Regions from separate parts of the Columba livia genome. Here region 2 is linked to region 1. A link is a contact called in public Hi-C data. All regions are on one chromosome and are shown on one strand. Each heading gives the region's core, a stretch centred on a gene start, on an enhancer-like site or on the middle of the called end of the contact. The rest is flanking DNA. Distances are from core to core; before and after follow the strand shown.

Region 1 (6,420 bases), core at 1,788-4,287:
CAGAATTTCCAATCCTAAAATATATTCCAGTAAATAAAAGGTGGAGCACAAACCTACACGTATACAAAGGCGAAGGTCTGAAGGGAAGTGGTTAAAAAAAATCACTTAGCTCTCCGCAAACTGTGAGCCAGTCGGTTCTCTCAACCACGACAGGAATTTCAACAAGAGCTGCTCAGATGGCAGTTTGCAGTATATTTCCTAATGACATGAGGAGCAACACAGGCTCCTTCTAACCTGACATCAACTCTATCGGGAGTGATCATCCTCATCCTTTACAAGAATATGAAAGAACCTCTTAAGACTAATGGGCTTAGTGGCATTATATTCCCCACACCAGCACCACCTCTCAGTTAAGATTTTTGCACAACAGCTGAGCCACTCTGCTGCCCACACAGGAGGCAGCACTCAGCAGCAATCAGCCACTGAACTTCACTCTTAATCCTACAAACACCTGCACACGTTTTACTTTGTGTGGGGACTAATTCAATCAAAGCAAGAGAGAAAAATGGCATCTTCTAAGAGGCACAAGGCTGCAGCACAAAGCAGACACCTCATGGTATGTCACTGGGTTATAACAAGTGCCATACCTCAGCTTTACATCAACCTCCTCTGCCTGGATGACTGCACCGGTCACAGGCTGCACAGTGACAGCATCGCCGGGATTTACTTTCAGGTTCTTCTGCGTGGTTTCACTCAGCCCAACTTTCCCACCTGGAAAGCCTGTGGTGGGCCAAGCCGTACAGACCTAGGCAGAGTTTCAAAGCAAACAAACGTTAGCTGAGGTTTCCCATCCCTCCCCCGCCCCATTCACAGTCTTCCAGTTAAAGTAATCCAGGTTTTGTTATGAAAAACATGGGCACAGGGAAAGAAGGATTGGGTGCCACAGTGCAAGATACAAGTAGCACTGAGTTCCTAAGATAGGGTCCAAGCCACTTTTCAAGAAATAAGAGGTTGCATTTTGCCTACAAAGGAGATAATAAAATTCTACACATTCTGCAGGTGACACAAAAGCATATGCTCTGCTGACTAGGAAATGCTATAGAACAATGAAGAAAGAAGAGTAAAGGGCTACACTCTTTCTTTGAAAATAAAATACACGTGTGCATATATAATATACAATATATAACCCATGTTCACACACAACTTCTAAATTAATTGAAAAAGATGAGCAGCATGGATTTTTTTTCCAGTTCATAGAATCACAGAATGTCAGGGATTGGAAGGGACCTCGAAAGATCATCCAGTCCAATCCCCCTGCCGGAGCAGGAACACCCAGATGAGGTTACACAGGAAGGTGTCCAGGCGGGTTTTGAATGTCTCCAGAGAAGGAGACTCCACAACCCCCCTGGGCAGCCTGTTCCAGAGTCTGTCACCCTCACTGAGAAGAAGTTTCTTCTCAAATTTAAGCGGAACCTCTTGTGTTCCAGCTTGATCCCATTACCCCTTGTCCTATCATTGTTTGTCACCGAGAAGAGCCTGGCTCCATCCTCATGGCACTCACCCTTTATATATTTATAAACATTAATAAGGTCCCCCCTTAGTCTCCTCCTCTCCAAACTAAAGAGCCCCAGCTCCCTCAGCCTTTCTTCATAAGGGAGATGCTCCACTCCCTTCATCATCTTGGTTGCCCTACGCTGGACCCTCTCCAGCAGTTCCCTGTCCTTCTTGAACTGAGGGGCCCAGAACTGGACACAATATTCCAGGTGTGGTCTCACCAGGGCGGAGTAGAGGGGAAGGAGAACCTCTCTGACCTACTGACCACCCCCCTTCTCATACACCCCAGGTACCATTGGCCTTCCTGGCCACAAGGGCACAGTGCTGCCTCATGGTCCAGTTCTGAAAATAAATTCCTAACTACCGTACAGCAAACACAGAAGAGCACACTGGCAGTCTTCCCCGATGCACACTGCATCCCGCTGCCTGTCGAGCCCACCAGGAGCACAGGGGAAGCGCAGAAGAGCGCGGGCAGGGCAGGACCGGGTCTCACCTCCTGCCGCCCGCCCGCGGCGCCCAGCAGCACCGGGCGGCCGATGCAGGCGCCTGCGGACTTCATGCTGCTCAGCGACAGCTGCGCCAGGGCCCTGCGCAGCATCCTGGGGACCTTGTCATCTCCTAACGGTTTCAGAAGAAACAAAAAATACATAATCGGTTTTTTTTTTCTCCACGTGTCAGAGGAGACCAGTGTTTCCCGCACTCCCCAGTCAGCACAACCGGCCGGACCCTCCCAGCCCGGCCCGGGCACGGCCCCGGCACACGCTGCTGCTCGCTGGCTGTTCCGCACGGTTCCAGTCCCCGGCGGTACCTCCCGCGGCGGCCGTTACTCTCCCACACGGCCATAAAAAACAAATGTCACGGTGTCTCAGCCGGCCTGGCCTGAGAGACGCCACGCACCCGGTCCCTGAGGGGCCGGGGAAGCGGGAACCCACCCGGCTCTGCCCAGACTCATTTTTAACCCAGCCGCCCTCCGCCCGGCGTGAGCCGCCGCCCGCGCCCCCGTACCTGCCTCCACGGCGTCGACGACGCCCAGCACCAGTGGCCCGCCCTCGGCGGGGCGAGCCCGCGGGGAGCCGCCGCTGCCGCCGCCGCCCGGGGCCGCACGCCCCTTGCTCTTCCTCCTGGAGCCGGCAGACATGCTGCCCGCCGGCCGCTGCTGAGAGCTTCCGGGGCAGAGGCCGGCACCGCCCCGCTGGCGGCCGGTTCCCCCCGCTGCTGGGCTGCGCGGCCATGGTCCGGCTGTGGCGGGCGCGGGGCTGGGCGGCTCTGTCGGGGCTGCGGGCGCGGCCGGACAGGTTCGGGGGGGTGAGCGTGGACCTGGCCGAGCTGCGCCGTCCCCTCCGCGTGGAGCGGGCCGCCTTCGGGCGGTGGCTGCGGGGCAAGTGCCGGGTCCCCGGGGCCGCAGGGTGGGCCGGGTGGGGGTTCCCGGGGCGCCTGGGCCCATGAGTGACCGGCCCTCGGCCGCCTCAGCTGGACGGCGCGGCGGTCGCTGCCCTCCCCACAACCGCGGGCTGGCGGCGGAGGGACGTTCCCTCCCGTCACATTGTCACATAAGAGCCACCTGTCCCTGTGTGAACACCCAACCCAGCCGCCTGAAATGCCGAGCTGGCCGCACCCCCCCACCCCCCCAGTCATATCTCACACCGATGGTCACTTGGCCCTGTGGTAAATGAGGTAAAAATACGGATTTTCAGGCATAGATCCCAGTGCTTGTGCACAACAGGGTTTAAAAGCAGAAGGAGAAAGGGCGAGGGGCACCCAGAGGGTCCTAGTGGGCCGGTGTCCCCACGGGTGACCCTGCCTTGCTCTGGGCAGAGGCGCTGGCCCGCTGGCGGCACGAAGGCCGCGTCGCCGTGTGGCTGCGTGTCCCCATCCTGCAGAGCGGGCTGGCGGCGGCGGCCGCCGCGCAGGGCTTCGCCTTCCACCACGCGGAGCCGGGATCGTCCACCTTGACGCTGTGGCTGGGAGAAGGGCCCAGCCGGCTGCCGGGGTTCGCCACCCACCAGCTGGGAGTCGCAGGTTAGTTACAAAATAAAGAGTGGTTGCGTCCAAGAAATGGCTTTTAAACGCTTAGGAGCAGGTTCGGCAGGGAACGGACTGCACCTCTGCCCAGGCAGTGTGTGGAAACCTGCTCGCTGTTTGGGGAACTTCTCAAAGTGAAGCATCACGGATGCACCTGTGCAGCCGCGCGTGTTGCTAAACAGGCCGATAGAGAAGTTTCTCAAATTACTCCAGTTTGAGAAAATGGTTGACAACAGCTCAGGGAGAAGAAAATGTGGTCCCAAAGCATTAGAGTTTAACTCATGGATATTGTTATTAATCATCTAGCATCATTAAGCATCCAGCGCAGGGCAACAAAGATGATGAAGGGAGTGGAACATCTCCCTTAGGAGGAAAGGCTGAGGGAGCTGGGGCTCTTTAGCTTGGAGGAGACTGAGGGGTGACCTCATTAATGTTTATAAATATGTAAAGGGTGAGTGTCACAAGGATGGAGCCAGGCTCTTCTTGGTCACAACCAATGATAGGACAAGGGGCAATGGGTTCAAACTGGAACACAAGAGGTTCCACTTAAATTTGAGAAGAAACTTCTTCTCCGTGAGGGTGACAGACACTGGAACAGGCTGCCCAGGGGGTTGTGGAGTCTCCTTCTCTGGAGACATTCAAAACCCGCCTGGACACCTTCCTGTGTAACCTCATCTGGGTGTTCCTGCTCCATGGGGGGATTGGACTGGATGAGCTTTTGAGGTCCCTTCTAATCCCTGACATTCCGTGATTCTGTGATCTTTTTGAGAAACATCTCTTGGCTTTCAGTTTGCAGGTGGGAGGGGTAGGATTTCAAGGTTCAAGTGGTTCAATTTTAAAAATAAAAAAGTAACTACAAACAACTCAGAAAAAAAAAAACCAAACACTTCTTTGCTTCCTGTCCTTATTGTAGATGCTTAAAATACATGCATCTGCTTAAACTATGGTCAGGGTAAGGTCTGTAAATGGGGCAAACTTGGAGCAAGGGGGATTGTTCAGGAGCCAGCTCAACTTTTAGCCCAAATGACAAGGGTCCAAACCTGCTTTTGGCTGTGCCTGGAAATCTGCAACCCAAACATATTTTACAAACAAACATCTGGACACCATACTCTTACCCATCTAGACCTCCCACAACCACAGCTGGAAAGGAGTTGCTCTGAAATCTGAGGAAATTCCCAAGGAACTAGATAAGACAATTTCCCATTTATTTTATACAGCACAGTACAGGGAACTGAGCCAAAAATACACTCAGATTCACCAAATGTGAATGTTTTTGCCCCCTCTCAGCAGCCTTCCACAGATATGCAGCTATCTTTCCCGTTACTCAGTGATGGTTTGGACCCCTTGCGTGCTGGTAAAGGCTGTAACAGTCACAGCAGAGGGACCGTGGATCTCTGCTGTTAGGAGCTTGACTTGCTTCTTTGTGGCTTGCAAAGGCTGTGTGGGGCATTAATTCTCCACCAGGTGGCTTTAAGACTCCTAAGTAGCCCTTTGAGAAATCTGGCTAGATTGGAGTCATAAGAGCTGGGTTATTCTGTGTAGCAAGAGGTCAGGTGAAAGGAAACTTTGGAAAAGTAAAGCCTTCAAATACAAAAAAGCGCTACTGCTGCCATCGGCAGTGGGAGTTCGTGTCACAAAGCCAGCAGAGGGCAGCGTGCAAGCTGCAGAGAGGCTTGGATCGCTTCAATGGACATGTTAGAGCATGTTTTCCCGAGGTTCGAAAACCTCACTGTTAAAATATGTGGCATTAAACTCGAGCAAGATAGTGCGTTCTCCTACCGAAAGCACCCTGTTACTCCTTATGGGTAAAACTTGCATGTTTGAGAAAACATGACTAACTGAAAGGGGATTTTTCTGAAGTAGGTTTTGCATAGCTGAAAGTGCTGTTTCAAATAAAATCATGTGATGGATGTGTTGTGACCCTGATGGTTATCAGGAAGAATGTAATATAGGAAAAATCATAACTTTGAAAATTGTTTCAAATAAACATTTGAAAATATGAAAAACGCACTTTCAAAGCATAATCTGCTGATGTGCTTTGAGATAAACACTTTGCACACTGCAAACCTTTGAGGAAAGAAAAAGAGTTTCATACATGGGTTATATGGATTTTATGATTTATTGCACAGATTTAAAAATTGCACAACATGTTATGTATATGTCCTTTGCTACCAGTTTTCAAACCTGTACATTTTTATTCATGAATAGAGTTTCTTTAGTAGAGGGAAAGACTTAAGGAAGGCGTTTGGGCAGGTGAAACAAATTTCTGTGTGTGACTTAATGACTGCAATTTTTTCCTTTCTCTGTTCCACTCACTCTTGGTGGAACTTGGACGCATTCAGAGAATATATTAAGCAGTGTAGATACCACCTTGTATACGTTTATTCCATTATCTTTCTACTTCAGGAGGGAGAGCCTGGGTAGGGGAAGGGCTTTATTCTAATTTTATTGAAATATTATCTAGCTACGTACATTTACATTGTGTGTATATCTCCAACCCGTGGTGTTTTTATTTCCTGCACCAAAAAAAAAGTGTATTTTAGAAAGTTTCTGCAGTAAAGAGGAGCAAATTTGCTGATGAGAGTGTTCATGTCAAAGCCAGTTGGTTAATTACAGTACTTAGTCCCTTGAGCATCCTGAAAATAAAGAGCAAAGCCGCTAAGCATGGTTTGCTGGCCCGCAGGAGGGCAGCACAGGGAGCAGGCGGCAGGTAGCCAGCCGGCATTGCCAGGTAGCCCGGCAGCTGGGTTGTGGCTGTCTGGAGTTTCCCACAGGGTTTGGCATCACCCAGCCGAGCGATGACAAAGGTGTGAATAAGCGAGGTCAGGGCATCCTTTGCCAGGCTGGATCAGAGTCGCCAAGCAGAGAGTAGCAAACGTTACTCATTGGGCTTGGCCATCATTG
Region 2 (5,758 bases), core at 1,478-3,977, 130 kb after region 1:
CACCTACAGCAATGGGGCTCGAAGGAGCTTCCCCAAAAAATTCACAGTTGAAACACTGACAATAAAAAGCAGAAGCAGACATTATCAGCAGCCTGCTCCTTGACCATCAATACTGCCAACAGCACAGTCAAACACTGGATTGAGACGACAATGCATGTTCATTCAAGTTACTAGTCAACAATCTACAGAGAAGACAAAGGTTCCACTATGGTGAAGAGGAGCAGAGCTCAGTACCCTCTTCTTGTAAAGAACACCACTATCAGAAATAATGTCTCCATCCTCTCAGCAGCCTCACAGAGGTGTTGAACAGTGGTTTAAAAAAAACCCAACAACAATATTGCAAAGCTTCACACTAATGGGATGGGAGGAAGTCAGGGACAAAATATCCTGCTGTTTTTCATTCATGAACCTTAGCTATAAATTAACACAATTTCTGAATAAAATCTGTTGAGATGCTCCCTACTTCACAGTACAGCTGAGCTGCTTATCTAAAATTATTTCAAGACATGTCCATCAAAATAAATAAATAAAAAAAAAAATGATCGCACTACTTTTTCTTCAAGAAATTACATTTTAGACTATGTGGCAGAAGAAGATTTTCTTTTCCTTTGAGTTCTCATCTTTCAGGATTTCTGTTTGATCAGGTGTGATCAGCTATCCCTTTCACCAGGAGAGATTTAGTGCCTGCACACATGAGAGCAGGAGTGCATTATGTATATCTATGCACACACCTATAAAATCTCTTCCTTTAAGCTATCCAATTTCTGAAAGGCTAAAAAGGCGTAAGTACATAAACAGCATACAGTAAATAATCACTTGTATACAGAAAATGAACACACTTGAGTATGCCAGATAGAGCTCGTATTAGCTCATTTTGAAATGAACAATGAGAAAGAAGTGACCCAACTTGACCGCCCAGATTGACCCACCAGACAGAAACATACAGATGCTTTTTATATAATGTCAGCATATTTCACAGACCAGCATTCTAGATAAAGGTGACACCAAACTTAAGTCCAAACACTGTATAGATTTTGTAAAGCATTTCCAAAGCAACATCAATTCTTCAGACTTCCAGAGTCAAAGATTTAATCTGAAAGACACTTGAGCATCTTTTTATTCAGCAAAGTGAAGGTGTGCAAGTGATTTTAACTGCCCTCTACTAATTCCACAGAGGAACCTTTTAATGGTGATACCACATTGTTGATAACTGTTTGTTAATGATAATACATATAAGAGCCAAACCATTTATTAATGACAATACATATGAGCCACTTAAAGTATTTTTTTTTCTTTCCTCCTCCCTGTGATGAAATATTAGGAACAGTGACTTGGAAATCAACTGATTCCTAGAGCTGGCACCCCAGTCAGTCCCTAGTGCCTGCAGAGCACCTTACTGAGAACACTGCAGCTCAGGGAGTGACAGGATCTGCACCTGGGCTGAAGGCAGCGAACACAAAAAAAGGAGTATACTCAAGATGAGTACCTTTAAATACCTTTAAATTCAGTGACAGCCATTTAGAAAGAAGGCCACTGTGGAAGTCCCATAAAAGAAGAATCCTTACCAGCATTTGCTGGAAAAAAAAGTCCCTCCGCTAATACAATTCTTTTAAACATTAAATAAATCTTCTCAAAAGCAGCACATATACTTAATTACAACAGGTATGAATTTTGAAGGAAATTATGAAAGTCTGCCTTATTTCTTGATTCAGATAATTCTGCTGGTTTTACTTGGGCTTTACAATTTTTAAAGTACGCACTTTTATTTGGATTTCACACAAAACAAATGCACTCCTACGTTCTCAAGAGAACTCTCAGGTCTCAGTATCACATCTCATTTGACGAGTTGCATTAAATTGCAAAACTAACCTTAAGCCTAGCTGCTGCAGAATGTAGCTGAATATGTTTAGCTGCCATAATCACTGGACCACCACCACAAAGTGGTAACGTTCCTTGGAACTCACCAGGATTTAATCCCTGACCTTCTGGTATTGCTCCCATTTGGGGAATGGGCATGATACAGGGATCCACCTCTCCCAGGGCAACACACCTCTCTACAACTGCACTTTCATCCTCCAGTGGACATAATCTCTGTGACACTCCTAAAATATTTGGTACTGGTTCCAAGTAAATGTAAAATAAACTTCAGATGGCTCAAATGCTAAGATGAGCTTTTACTCACAGCTGTTGCAGAAACCAAGCAGCAGTAAAAGCAGCAGTTCAGACATCAGGAGAACTAGCTAACAAACATCCCTTGGAGTCATAAAGTAGTAGGATAAATACATTTAGGTTCTGAAAAGAAGCCCTGTCATATTTCTCCAGCACAGTACAGAAGAACTTTGGATGGACTGGAGAGATTCACTGCTGTAAGAAACAAGAAAAAAGAAATGCAGAATCTTTGTTTACCTAGGTCTGTGGTTTCTAAGTACCTACTTTTTACTACGATCATTTCTTGACTCAAAGTGAAAATGGGAATTCACCATTTTCTCTTTTTTTCCTGTCCAATGTGCAGATGGGGCATATTTTCGTTCGCTCCATCAATCCCTGCCCCCTACGCACAAACTCGTATACATGCACCTAGCCAGTGGAAAAGAAAAAAAGGTTACTCATTAATCCATTCTACAAAGCTTTCCAAACTGAAATGGGTGGGTTTTACATCTCCAGCAAGGATCAATATATAGGTAGGTACGTAGCATACCTCAGCACAGCTCAAAGTGAAGTGTTCATCTTGGATAGCACAACTTTGCTCCTGGCATATTTTAAAACAAAACTCAACAGTATGGAGAGGATGATTATTTTCTGTATGCTTTTCTTCTGCTCTAGTACGGCACTGACTGCAGCTCCACACAAAATAGCAAAATACAAACAACTTTTAAAGACAATTGATCGGTTAGAACCCATAGTGAAAGATAAGGTAAGCAAAGTATTTGTCATAATATTATTTTCAAGCATTATGTACTGCTTAGAATATATCTTGTGAGGGATATAACTTTCAAATGTTTAACTTTTCTAACTTAGATTTATTTTATTGTAGGATGTCGAATTGCTGCATACACCAGAAAACCCTGTGGTGAGACTCCTTTAACCTTTCTAATTGTATGAATTTGATTCTGTACTGGTTTATCCCATTGCCAAACGGCAGATGACTTCTTTTTCACATCTCTGACCTAGTACTCTTAATGCAAGCTAGATTTAAAAAGAAAGTACTTTGATAAAAGTTCCTTATTTCTGGATTTTTAGTGGCAGAACTGTTTATACTATGTAATCTTAATAACTATCTTGCTATTGTGTGTGTATTCCAAGACACCCACAGATTCAAATTTGTATGTATTCTGTTTACTCAAGAAACGGTGCTAAGAGTGGGGATTCACACAAGCTCTAGCTGAGCAGTGGTGCTCTTGGGGATGCAGGTTTTGGGAGTGGAAGTGCCTCTGGCTGCCGGGAGCTGCAGCAGCACTGGGAACACCCCCGAGCGAAACCCCAGCAGACCCCCTTTCCCCCCACTGAAGCTAAAAGCCAAGTGTGACACTGTAAGGCCACGTTACGTGGTGCTTCCTCTCATAGGGGATCACACTTGTTTCTCTGAGACTATTCGTGTGCAAGGGTTGTGCTAGCAGTGGGAACACAGAACTGCATTTTGCAAGTATTCTCTTTGGATTTTAACGAGTTAAAATCACAAGAACAGGTCCCTGTTAATCCCCTTTTAATACAGACATTTATTCATACATTATTTAATGCTGATATTTTGTGTTCCAAGCTCAGGAACTTCTTACCTGTAGTAAATTACTCTAGAGTCACAGAAAGTGTGTGCATACTCGAATGTGGCAGGATGCAAGATTTACTGTGAAACTAAATGCTAATAGTAATAACAACATGTCTGAAAAGCTTACAAAGTAAATGCATCCTCCTTTCTTTTGATAATCCCCAACATGCAACAAAGCTCTAGAGCTAGTCATGGCTAATCTAATGTTATACTTCTGTTACCAGTTGTCTTAAATTTACCCGTAATGTTGATTTCTTAGCCCTTCAGAAAGCAAATAATTTTGATCAATGTATAAAAATGATCATTATGCACAGCTTTTTGAAAATGCTGAAAGTGTAAAGCTATTGACTCAGGACTGTAAACTTTCTTGCAAAACAAGGACAAGAAGAAAGGAAGACCACTCACCTCATTTCACACAGGTTTTGTTAGCCTCCTCCTAGGCTTCGCAGTTGGGTGCATTTTTTACTTCCCAAAACCCTACAGAACCATGACCAAAACAGATACGGTCCATCTCAATGCTAGAAACAACTGCAGTGCAAAAACCTAATGCACCCTAACTAATTGCTGGCGTTTTTTTTTTTTATTAACACGCTTTCTAACTTGTGGTGTCAAAGTGAAAAGGAGGAGATGATTAGCTGTCATTTCACTGCAGTGTTTGCCACTACCTCTGAAACAAAGCAAATACAACTAGTGACTAATCGCTTCATCAGTCTGCATTTTGTTTTTTTCAAAAAACATGGTCACCTCAGGAAGGAAGACAACAGTTCATGTGCAGCTTAGGGCTTTACGATCTTATTCTGGGAGGTCTCAACTATCTTTGCTGAAAACTAGAGAAGATAGAGAATTCACATATTTACAAGGTACAAAGTCAATATAGGTTCAGCCTCTGATGAAAAGCTGAAAAATATTTCTGTGCTAATAGTAATTATCACCAGCAAACACAGTAACAAACTTCTCATCCTGCAGGGTGAAATTTACATTTACTGAATTGTCCAAATAATAAAATATGAATGACAGTGTGCCAAAGCTGTGCTCAGGGTGACTAGGTGCAATTACATCCAAATGAAACAGGATTTAATGAAAAGTCTTTCATGTAACTGTATTTCAAATATCAAAATACCGCTTCTATGACAATCTGCTTATGCCAGATTTACATTTGGCTTTAAATATTCAGGAAGAAGACTACCTTTTATAACATTCAAAATTCAGTGGTTTATCACTACTTTGTTTTACTTCCTTGAGCTTCCTGTGAGTGGAGTGAATATTAGCCTCAATTCAATCCCACACACTTTTCTCATACATTTATTAATGAAATATCTTAAAAAAGAAAAAAAAAAAAAAAAGGAGGTGAGAAGTTTAAAAGCTCTGAGGATATTAACTCCAGGGAAAACCTGCTGAGGCTGAAAAAGTAATCTTAAGGCTGAACTCATTCAAGACCAGAGGGAAAACAAGGTCTATTGCTGCTGATTGACAGTGCAGCTGAAGCCAGTGGCACAACGCTGATTTACATCGGATCAGCATCTAACTCCACTGAACACTAATTCAGGAAGTGAAGGCTTTTCAGGCTAACCTGTAAAGTTAGTTTGAGTCAGATGCAGAGTATTGCTGCAAATTGCCTCTCATACAAGTGTTTTACATGTTTGCCCAGGCACCCTTAGACATCCCCAGTGGTCTACGGTTTTAAATGCAGCTTCATCAAACTGCTTAACCCATCACAGCATATCAAACCCCACAATCCCTGTGCTCCTCTGACTGTTGGCCTGCCTACAGCTAACTGTTAACTCAGCAAAAAAAAACAGACAAAGAAAGGCAGCATGCATGAGAAATGCTGGTTTCTCAGCACAGGCAGAAAATGTTTTCAGTTTCAGCTGGAAAACTGAGCTTTTCAAAAACTAGTGTTTTTTTTCCAGTAAGCAAGACTGGTTACGGTAAGAAGCCTGAAACAAACATAAATGTGTGGTTTTTTAGGAAAATAAAATGTTACATCTAACCAAT

What was found. A called contact is a pair of places that touch in the nucleus more often than the background predicts.
Region 2: a contact with region 1 is called in a Hi-C map of crop, with 3 times the contacts expected there. The contact joins the promoter of IL21 here to the promoter of AFG2A in region 1. A contact is called at or near these places in 2 of 2 Hi-C or Micro-C datasets (crop and liver).

Annotation. Positions count from the first base shown.
Region 1 is chr4:66,108,091-66,114,510 of bColLiv1.pat.W.v2, forward strand. It overlaps AFG2A (AFG2 AAA ATPase homolog A), which reads right to left and starts at 3,038. Exons shown (of 16, transcript XM_065062123.1): 1 at 2,500-3,038; 2 at 1,988-2,112; 3 at 588-745. The coding sequence starts at 2,938. It overlaps NUDT6 (nudix hydrolase 6), which reads left to right and starts at 2,937. Exons shown (of 5, transcript XM_065062952.1): 1 at 2,937-3,143; 2 at 3,267-3,513. The coding sequence starts at 2,937.
Region 2 is chr4:66,237,588-66,243,345 of bColLiv1.pat.W.v2, forward strand. It overlaps IL21 (interleukin 21), which reads left to right and starts at 2,728. Exons shown (of 4, transcript XM_065062131.1): 1 at 2,728-2,914; 2 at 3,035-3,070. The coding sequence starts at 2,780. The region is part of intron 3 of LOC110364861 (a long non-coding RNA gene); the gene reads right to left.